Regions from separate parts of the Mus musculus genome. Here regions 1 and 3 are each linked to region 2. A link is a contact called in public HiChIP or PLAC-seq and promoter capture Hi-C data. All regions are on one chromosome and are shown on one strand. The core of a region is the stretch at or near the end of the contact, and the rest is flanking DNA. Distances in the headings are between cores, read along the strand shown. Region 1 holds the start of Dhx58 (DEXH (Asp-Glu-X-His) box polypeptide 58). Region 2 holds the start of Cntd1 (cyclin N-terminal domain containing 1). Region 3 holds the start of Hrob (homologous recombination factor with OB-fold).

Region 1 (2,952 bases), core at 439-2,938, 570 kb before region 2:
GGTTGCTTGCTCTTCCAGAGATCCTGAGTTTAAGTCTCAGCAACCACATGGTGGTTCATGACCATCTCATCTCATGAGATCTGGTGCCCTCTTCTGGCCTGTAGGCATACCTGCAGGCAGAACGCCGTACGCATGATAAAGAACGAAAGAAAAAGCAGTTCCCATTTTCATAGTTCCCAGGTCAAACAGCTTCCAGTTTATAGCACGAACGAACTCCGAAAATAATTAAAATTAGTTCTATGACAGAGTAGTGGGGATGGCCAGGGGAGACTGTGACAATGACAGGGCTGTTCACTGAATGGTGAAAACGAATCTGATGGAGGTTCAAAAGCAAGGGCATTTCCAGGCAAAAGGAATAGTAAGTTCAAAGGGTCCCACAAGCCTCATATGCTCAAGGTAGCGGAAGAGACGAGCATAGCCATAGTATGAAGAGTATATTTGGTAGGACTGGGAGGCAAGACAAGCAAAGATCTATGGTGGGAGGGGCTCAGCTGACCTGTAGGATGTGATCAATGGCCCCTTGGAGCTTGGTGGCCCCTCCAGTGCCTGGGGAGGCTGTGAGACCCAGGACCTGGGGGAGGGGCTCTGCCTTCTTCAGCTTCTGTTCTAGGTACCGGCTCAAGATGGTGTTGTAGACGGTGTCCTTGTGGGTGTGGTGACACTCGTCCACCACAATCAGCGAGAATTCTGGGGGCACATGAGAGACAGTGGACGGCTGCTGCTGCTGCTTCTTTCTCATAGCACTTTTGTGAAGCCCTCATTTTTCTCTGAAGTTTTCCTCTTCCCTTCCCTACTTTGGGCTGGGTCCCAGACAGGGAGCAGGTAGGAATGAAAGCGAGGCTGGGCTAGAGGAAGGAGGCTTGCTTGCCCAGGAGCACGTCCTGTGAGCAGGTCACGGCTTTCCCCCTCACCTCTGAGCTCTACGTGTTCATCCTCCTCAGAGCTGTTGAGTGCCAACTGTAACAACTCTGCCGTACAGATGAGCAGGTCGTGGCTCCGAGCCATCAGGCCAAAGCCAGCTCGGGATCCCATGTCCCCACTCAGGGTTGTTACAGTCCAGTGTTTATCCAGCATGCGCCTGAACTCCTCGGCGTGCTGGCTCACCAGGTGTACCTAGGAGTGAAGAGTAATGAAGAGAACTTGGATTGGGGTGGGGGGTGGAAAATGGCAGTTGTTGGGAGTTGGGGTGGGGGAAGGTGGGAGGAGCAAGATGTCAGGACCCAGCCATCTCCTGAACCAAGGAGAGGAGACCTGGCAGAGCGGTCGTCTAGAAGAGATGAGCTAAGAGACCCCACTTTGGGAAGGGCAGACCACTCACCCTATTGACCAGTACCACCACCTTGCCTCTGTCTACCGTCTCTAGATGCCTCTTGGCTACAAAGGCAGCTGCCCGGGTCTTCCCAGCACCCGTGGGCAGCCATATAATGATATTCTTGCCCTCCAGAGCAGGTAAGATCACTTCCCACTGGTAGGGTCGCAGCTCCATTCTGGAATGGCAGAGAGATCAGAACACGTACTGTCCCCTTCCTCCCAGCCAGCCCAGTAAGCTTCAGAGGCTGTTCTTAGCCAAGAACTCGTAGATAACTACCTGGAGCCTGCACTGGCCAGGATTAGGATGGGGTTTGGAAATGAATAGCAGCAGACTAGGCTGGTCTCTGCGGAGGTTTCTGGAGCTCTAGAAATGAAACTGAAACAAGGGGAGGAGCCAGCCAGAGCTGGAGCCCAACCCAGCCATCAAAAAAAAAAAAAAAAAAAAAAAAAAATTGAAGACTGGCAAGGGAGATGCTGACAGTCACTGCTCCTGGGTTCCCTATTTCCTCATCTGTTTTCAGTTGGCAGTAACCCTGTCCATCTGGGCTGAGCTTAAGGCCTGGAGGGGCTGACCTTGGCTGCCTGTTTCCTGGACCAGGAGTCAGGAAATAGGCAGGCATTAAGGACAAGCTCTTGCTCTCCCTTTGCAGGGGAGACAGGCTGGAAGTTATTGAAGCAGAGGAGGTGAGGGACGGCAGTCAGCCAGGTCCATCACCCCACTATATATTGCAGGGGTCAGTGGCACCAGTGTAGCCTGAAGTTAGGCTTTCAGGTTAGAAGAGTCAGGACTCGAGAAGCAAAGGTCAGCCTGCTAAGTCTAAAGCCGGACCCCCCCCCCAAAAAACAATCACACAGGGGAAAAAAAAAGCTTTATTGTTCCCTCCGAGGGATTAATGCCAAGGAATGAATGGTCCTCCTGCCCCCAATCCTGGAGGGACAGATAGACAACAGTGTAGGATAAGCCAAGGCCCCTCATGGTTCCTCCAGTCTGGGCTGTTTCCATGTGAAGGCTACTCACTGAATAGTCCTGGCCCTGGGAAACAGGCATGGGGACCAGGCTCAGGATGCTCAGCCTGCATGGCTCTATAAGGACCAACAGTTCATGCCCTGGCCACCAGACATTCTACAACGGGCTGGCCCCAGACCAGACGTCTCCCCAAGGTGGGATGCAAGGAAGGTGGAAAGAGAGCTGCTGGCTTGGGAGTGAGTGCCTGCTGGCCAGAAAGTCTGTAAGATCTGGGGTCCCTGGCTGGAGTTTCTCCAGCTGAGTCCGGGAGAGGGGGCCGGGAGCCCCCAAACGGATCTGAGGAGATGGAGGTGGATGTTGCGGATCCCAGCTGGGGGCTACTTGTCGATGAGCCCTCCCTCTTTGAGCTTGAAGTAGAAGAACTTCTCCAGGGCACTGGCGCAGCGACAGTATTCGCTGTCTGGGGGATTGTACTCCCGGCAGTTGGCGATGACCCGCTGCAGGTCAGCTACGAAGAGCTTCCGGGTCACATAGTAGCGACTGCGCAACCGTTCTGTCATGGTCTTCAGGTCTGGGTCACGAGAGAGAAGGCACATGACTTTAAGAGGTGAAGGGCTGTAACTGGGGCTGCCCACCATGGTACATGCAGACAGGAGTCAGGCTACCCTGTCAAG
Region 2 (3,301 bases), core at 779-3,278:
ACGGAGAGTGCGTTGTGTTGTATCCTGAAGAGTCAAAACCTTGCGGGTTCTCTTTGCTGTGTGGAAATCTCATTTCTGTAGCCTACCCCACCTGCCCTCCCCAGGCAAGGGCTGACCACTAAGCAATCCGAGTCCAGATGCTTGCGGAAGGCCAACTTCCAGCTGGGAGAGTGGAGGGGCTGTGCTCCTGCCACCAAAGTCAACAGCAACCAATAAAAATACTGAGGAGAAAGGCTGTGGGTCTGTATCTGTCATGCCTTAGGGACGGGGTGGGGGACAAAGACTTGTGAAGCAGGCAAGAAGGGTGAGGAACTCGAAGCCATTCTCCTCTCACAATGGAAGGCAGGATGGAAGCGGCCCAGCTTTCTGGCTTTTTGCCACCAGGTCATGAGGAAACTACATGACCAAATGATCCAATGGCCAAGGCATGATCCCCTCCAGACCCCACCCTAGGCCTGTATAGGCAGGTACCAGTAAATGTTAAAAGAATGAAGTTACTCCTTGCTCATCCTTCACCTACCAAGCTAGAGACAGGAAAAGGCCCGTGCCATTAAGAGTCTGTTCTTGAAGGCAGAGAACAGAAGAGTGACCTTCTTCTACCCCCTAAGACCTGGGTCAGTCTCAAACAGTCCAGTAATCTCTCCCTTAAATCAGGTGGAAAGATCTCACGGAAAAAGTAATTCTAGTTAAACATTTACAGCTCCCTGGGGCAATGCCACCGCTGCAGCTAGTGCCAGGGAGCTTTCCAGCGTGAAGTGCCATATGTCTCTCTGCCCCCACACACTAGCTTGGCTTCGGGAGACATGACTCATTTTATTACTTTAACTTGACCCTATCTTTCCCACTTTAAGGTTCCAACGCTGCAGTTAAGCCACACCCTCCCCCTTAAGAGTCGGGGCCCCTGGGAGGTGAAGGGGTAAACCACAAAGTTTGGGTAAAGGCAAGGTTGCATACCTCTCAAACAAGGAAATAAAAAGGGCTGAGTAACTGGACAAACTGCACGTGAAGTGAGCAATCCCCCCCTTGGCAGCGGCCAAATGCATAGTCTCTGGCTTCTTGGGCTCAATCACACAGTCCGACGTTAGTGTGCCAGTGATGCTGTAAGACCACCAGGCATCATTCAACATATACAGGGGATCCAGCAGTTTGAAGATGGTCCATACAGTTAGGGTCCCGAAGCTCGCTCTCTCTCAAGAGCACGGGCTCGGGCAGCTTTGGCTTCATCTTCCAGCTCATCAAGGAAACGCTCTTGGGCCACCGAGTAGAAGGTGTAACCATCTGACGGAGTGGGTTCAGGAAACCACAAAGCACATGGGCATTCCTTTCGTCTAGCCACCCTTGCTGTTTTCCCAAATTAATGATTTTGGATTGCCACCCTTTTGCTCCTTTTGAACCCTTAACCAATTGTTATTACTAAGCCAATACGCGCTGCGTATATATAGTAAGATTAGGCATGAACCTCATTTGCCCGCACATTAAAAGCTACACGTCTTGTTCCCTTTTCCCTAACCCCATATGCGGTATAGCCAGGACGGATACAAATAGCTAACACCAGGGCCCCGATGCCCAGGCCGGTCATGATGTTCCGGGTCCGCCGCTGTGGCAGTGTTTTCTGCCACTGGGCAAGTTGCACCTGCCGCATAAACTGCAACTGCGCTGGGGTCAATTTCTCCCGCGACGGGTCGATGCGCTGAGCGAATGGAGCATTTCCATTCTTAGCATTCAGAGGGTCACCAGCTCCAGGGGCCGCCATGTTGCTGCTCCGCCCTAAGCCGTCAAGCCCGGAACTCGCCAGGAATTGTAGTCTTTGACTTCAGCAAGGAACTCTGGGAGCTGTAGTCCACGTGGAGTTTTCTGGGTAGAGGCAGGGTCTCTCCGCCCTAGAGGAGGGACAGGAAAGGTGAAAAGCGCCCTGCTTTCTGATTGGCTGAGCTCTCTGTGTCAGTTGGGGCGCGAAAAGCTGTTGACCGTTCGAAGCCGTGGTGGACATTATGTTTTTTCTCAGATTCGAAGCGAGGGCAAACATATAGAAAGGGAAGGAAGAATCCAAGGTGTGGCAGAAGATTCTGGAAATAAGCTAAGGAGGCCAGTTTATGGATCCCGTAAACTGTCCAAGTACTCCGAAAGACTTATGAATATGGAAGGACCCTTGAGGCCCAGGCTGGTGAACTGTAGTGACTTTCAGTTCGGAGTGGTTACCACAGAGACTATCGAAAACGCCCTGCTTCACTTGGCCCAGCAGAACGAGCAAGCCGTGAAGGAGGCTGCGGGACGGACGGGCAGCTTCAGGGAGACCCGGATCGTGGGTGTGGATGCAGAGTGGGGAGTCAGGTTTACGGGAGGCAGGGGAGCGTTGATCTTTGTTTTTCACTCAAATATTTTGCTAGTACTCTTGTTGTGCGAGGTCGTGGGGCTTATAAGCGATGAACGAGGCTTACTAGCACTCTTTTTTTTATTTCTTAACCCCCACTTCCCTGCACCACTCCCCACGTGCCTTTTTTTATTTTTATTTTTAAAGACAAAGTCTCACTGTGGAGTCATGACCTGGAACACTCTCTGTAGCTTAGGCTGGCCTGGAATTGACAGATGTTCTGACTCCCAGATGCTGGGATTAAAAGCACACGGCATCATGGGGAGTCCCCCCCCTTTTAAAATTAATGTATGTCTGTATGAGGGTATCCAATCACCTGAAACTGAGGTTATAGACAGCTGTGAGCTGCCATATGGGTGCTGGGAATTGAACCCTGGTCCTCTAGAAGGGTAGCCAGTGCTTCTAACTGCTTGAGCCATCTCTCCACCACCAGCCCCCTTTACTCTTCTTTCCATAAACGTGTTTAGAGTGCTTATCATTTACATTGCCTGGTATAGAAAGAGGGAACTGCAATCTAGCCATTGCTCTCAAACTATGTAGTCTTTAGGTGGGAATTGTTAACATATGAGCAAGTGGATACAAATAACGGTTAGAGTGATTGACACAGAGAATACAAGCTACTATGAGAATTTAAAGGAGTGGTAAGATGAGGTCCAGGGATTGAATGATACCATGAATAAAACTTGGGAAAACAAGAGGGAGGCTGGGAGCGGAGGGTTTAGTTGTCCAGGTTGACCAGAGCATATGGAGAAGCAATAGAGAGTAAGGCCAGGAAAGTAGTTTGGAGACATTCCAAGCAGAGGTCTGAATGTCTGTCAGGGGAGAGAACTTTATACTTGTTTTAGCAGGAAAAAAGAAGAATTGAGAATTATAGGCAGTTGTGAGCCACCTGATGTGGGTGCTGGGAATTGAACCCAGGTTTTCTGGAAG
Region 3 (2,837 bases), core at 290-2,789, 970 kb after region 2:
ACCGACTAGGAATAAGTTCAGAAATGGAAAACCTGGGTTCTGGGATGTAGGCTGGAAGCAGATCAGAGGACTCAGACAGAGCAGGATGACAAGCTCAGTATAGGGGGAGGGTCCCAGCACTGTTAATTTTGTTTAACCTGGAATGATAACAGCCAAGAGTCCTGGAGTACTATGTGATTCCAGGTATGACCCTGACCAAGCTCACATGCTCACATAGCAAAGAGGAGGTAGAGTTGAGAGCCTATGACCCAGCTATCGAGACTTCAGCATCTACAGTTTAACTGCTATACCATTTTGCTTCCTAGAATTCCAGGGGACTGAGGGTTTTTTTTTTGTTTTGTTTTTTGTTTTTTTTTTGGTTTTTTTTTTTTTTTTTTTGACAGGGTTTCTCTGTGTACCCCTGGCTCTCCTGGAACTAACTCTGTAGACCAGGCTGGCCTTGAACTCAGAAATCCGCCTCCTTCTGTGCTGGGATTAAAGGCGTGGGCCACCACCACCTGTCTGGGACTGAGTTCTTGACTAGAGGCTTCAGGAAGACAACCCCCCTATAATTATGTGCAAAGCATCATGTGTTTGTACACATGTGCCTTGTTCTGAGGAAGAATCCACCAATTTAGTCATATTTCTATGGCTCAGACGGCTACTGTGCTCTGAGGAAAAGACACACCCTGTCTTTCCCGGATCTCTTCATTCAGTCTTACTTGCCTTATATGCTTGAGCCAGGCCTTACCTTCCAGTCCCTGCATGGCCTCCAAAGTAATTTTGTTTATGTTTTTGTTTGTTCGTTTTTTCTGCAGTGTATGTATGTATGGTAGCTGGGACCAGAGTCTTGAAGACGCTTAGTACAATGTTGACCATTGGAATGCACTCCCAGCTTTCAGGCCTATTTTTCTAACATGCAAAGAAGGCACACATTTTTCTGTCGTAGAAACTCTTTAGGGCTGGGCGTATTATTAGCTTAGTGTTGAACATTTGCTTAGCACGTGCAAGGCCCAAAATCGTTCAATCCCTCCTCATTCACCAGAGGATGATGGCGCATGAGGCTCTCTACCTTTTCCTGTCTCTACCAATCAGCTTGGCCTACAAAGTGTGAACCCCCCCCCCCCCCCCGCCGCCCTCCCCGGTTCCATCCCTAGCACCACATAAAACCAGCCACCCCAGCGTTTGGGAGGTAGAGGAAGAACAATATGGAGTTAAGGTTATTTTCGGCTACAAAGTGAGTTAGAGGGCAGCCTGGGCTACACGATCGGCTGCGTTCTGGTGAGGATGAAGTCACTCTCAAATCACCAGTGTGCTCAACAAAAAAAAAAAAAAAAAAAAAAAAAAAAGAAGGGAGAATAAAGTGTATAAGATTTCTCCAAGCTCCCTTTCAACCAGAACGTGGCAGCCGGCTGGACTAGAGGGACCGCTTGGGGGCGACCGAGAGACCTTTGATTTTCCCTTTAAGGCTGCGGCGGAAGGCCCGAGGAAGAAGGACTTTGTGTCGGCAGGATAAAAATTGGTGCCTTCCCTTTAAGGGGGCGGAGCTATTGTTTTGGCGGCGGCTTTGAAAGCCGCTCTGGGTGCACGTTCTTAGGCGCCCCTCTCTCAGTTTCCGCTGCGGTCTTAAAGACGCTTCTCTTGGACCTTGCTCTGGGAATGCGACCGGACATAGTTCCCTACTCTACGTCTGGGTCGAGTTGGAGGTGAACCCTTGAGTCTGACACGGCCGGGCCGACCCGCCGGCCCGAGCCCACGGCCTGTCGTTATGGTAATGCCGCGTCTAAGCCGCCCGGGCTCTGGGGAGGAGGCGTTCCAGCCCCGGGGAAGCCGGACTCCGGGTTGGGCTCCGGGCTCGCTAGTCTGCTAGGACGGGATCTGCCTGGTAGAGACTGAGTGTAGTCTGCAGACCTGGGGGCTAGGTAGGAAGGGCGCGCAACGCGCAGGAGACCTTGTGAAAGGTACCTCCCCCGGACATACAGACCTACAGACAGACAGAAAAATAGTCATCAATCCCTGCGAGCCCAAACGTCACTGGCTTTTGGAATCTTTGCCCCCAACCTCGTGATCTTGGGGTGACTAACATTCAACTCTCCTCTCCCTCCTTCCCTTCCTCTCCTCCTCCGCCTCCTCCTCTGTTTTTATTTTTTTGGGAGGAGGGTGGGTCCTTGAAACAGGCTTTCTGCCCCTGGCTATCCTGTAACTCAGTATGTAGATTAGGCTGGCCTCGAACTCAAAGTTCTGCCTTAGGCGTTCTGGGAATTAAAGGCAGCAGCTACCATGCCACACGCCCTCAATCCCCCACCAAAAACCCAGGCTGTGGGTGTGACACTCGTCTGAGTCTGCTGTCCAGGAAGAAGAACCGTAGACTGGGGCAGTCCACACTCTTGGCAACTTTGCCTTTGGCTTTGGTCCTCTGTAGAAAGAAATCACTGGCTTGATCCTCAGAAACAAGGGTTTCAGGCAGGGTCCTTTCTTGTGTTGGACCAACCTTTGAGATTCTGTTGCAGAATACTCAGGCCTGTTTCCAGAGGTGGTGTAGGCAAGTAATCCCATCCTTTGGGAAAGGAAAGGGTCAGGAGTTCAAGGTCAGGGGCTGGGGAAGTGGCTGAGCAGGTAAAAGGTGGTTGTCTCTGATGCCTCAGTTACATCCCTAGGACCCATAGGGTGGAAGAAGCCGACTCCCTCAAGTTCTTTTCACCTTCACACCCATGCAGTAGTGTACCCCACCCCCACTAAATCAATCATTTTTTTTATATAAGATTTGAAAATTACCTTTATCAACATAATAATGACTTGAGGCCAACTTGGGCTACTTGAGACCCTTATGCTGACCCTGCCTTTGTCTCCCTTAGCAG

Evidence for each region. Promoter capture Hi-C pulls out the DNA fragments that hold promoters and counts their contacts. HiChIP or PLAC-seq counts read pairs in DNA pulled down with a chosen protein or histone mark.
Region 1: a promoter capture Hi-C map of liver shows a contact between it and region 2, with 2.5 times the contacts expected there. The contact joins the promoter of Dhx58 here to the promoter of Cntd1 in region 2. A contact is called at or near these places in 4 of 39 promoter capture datasets (the 3T3-L1 cell line, fetal liver and liver), 1 of 115 datasets of contacts at active chromatin or transcription factors (pancreatic cancer cells) and 1 of 9 other capture datasets (liver).
Region 3: an H3K4me3 HiChIP or PLAC-seq map of bone marrow-derived macrophages shows a contact between it and region 2, with 6 times the contacts expected there. The contact joins the promoter of Hrob here to the promoter of Cntd1 in region 2. A contact is called at or near these places in 2 of 115 datasets of contacts at active chromatin or transcription factors (bone marrow-derived macrophages and pancreatic cancer cells).

Annotation. Positions count from the first base shown.
Region 1 is chr11:100,702,583-100,705,534 of GRCm38.p6, forward strand. Dhx58 (DEXH (Asp-Glu-X-His) box polypeptide 58) reads right to left here and starts at 1,689. Exons shown (of 13, transcript NM_030150.2): 1 at 1,589-1,689; 2 at 1,319-1,487; 3 at 912-1,113; 4 at 497-687. The coding sequence starts at 1,486. Kat2a (K(lysine) acetyltransferase 2A) reads right to left here. Exons shown (of 18, transcript NM_001038010.2): 18 at 2,164-2,849. The coding sequence ends at 2,656.
Region 2 is chr11:101,277,175-101,280,475 of GRCm38.p6, forward strand. It overlaps Cntd1 (cyclin N-terminal domain containing 1), which reads left to right and starts at 2,029. Exons shown (of 7, transcript NM_026562.2): 1 at 2,029-2,306. The coding sequence starts at 2,132. Coa3 (cytochrome C oxidase assembly factor 3) reads right to left here and starts at 1,774. Exons shown (of 2, transcript NM_026618.2): 1 at 1,540-1,774; 2 at 796-1,278. The coding sequence starts at 1,753. The coding sequence ends at 1,166. It overlaps Wnk4 (WNK lysine deficient protein kinase 4), which reads left to right. Exons shown (of 19, transcript NM_175638.3): 19 at 1-235.
Region 3 is chr11:102,247,343-102,250,179 of GRCm38.p6, forward strand. It overlaps Hrob (homologous recombination factor with OB-fold), which reads left to right and starts at 1,540. Exons shown (of 10, transcript NM_153544.3): 1 at 1,540-1,750. The coding sequence starts at 1,748.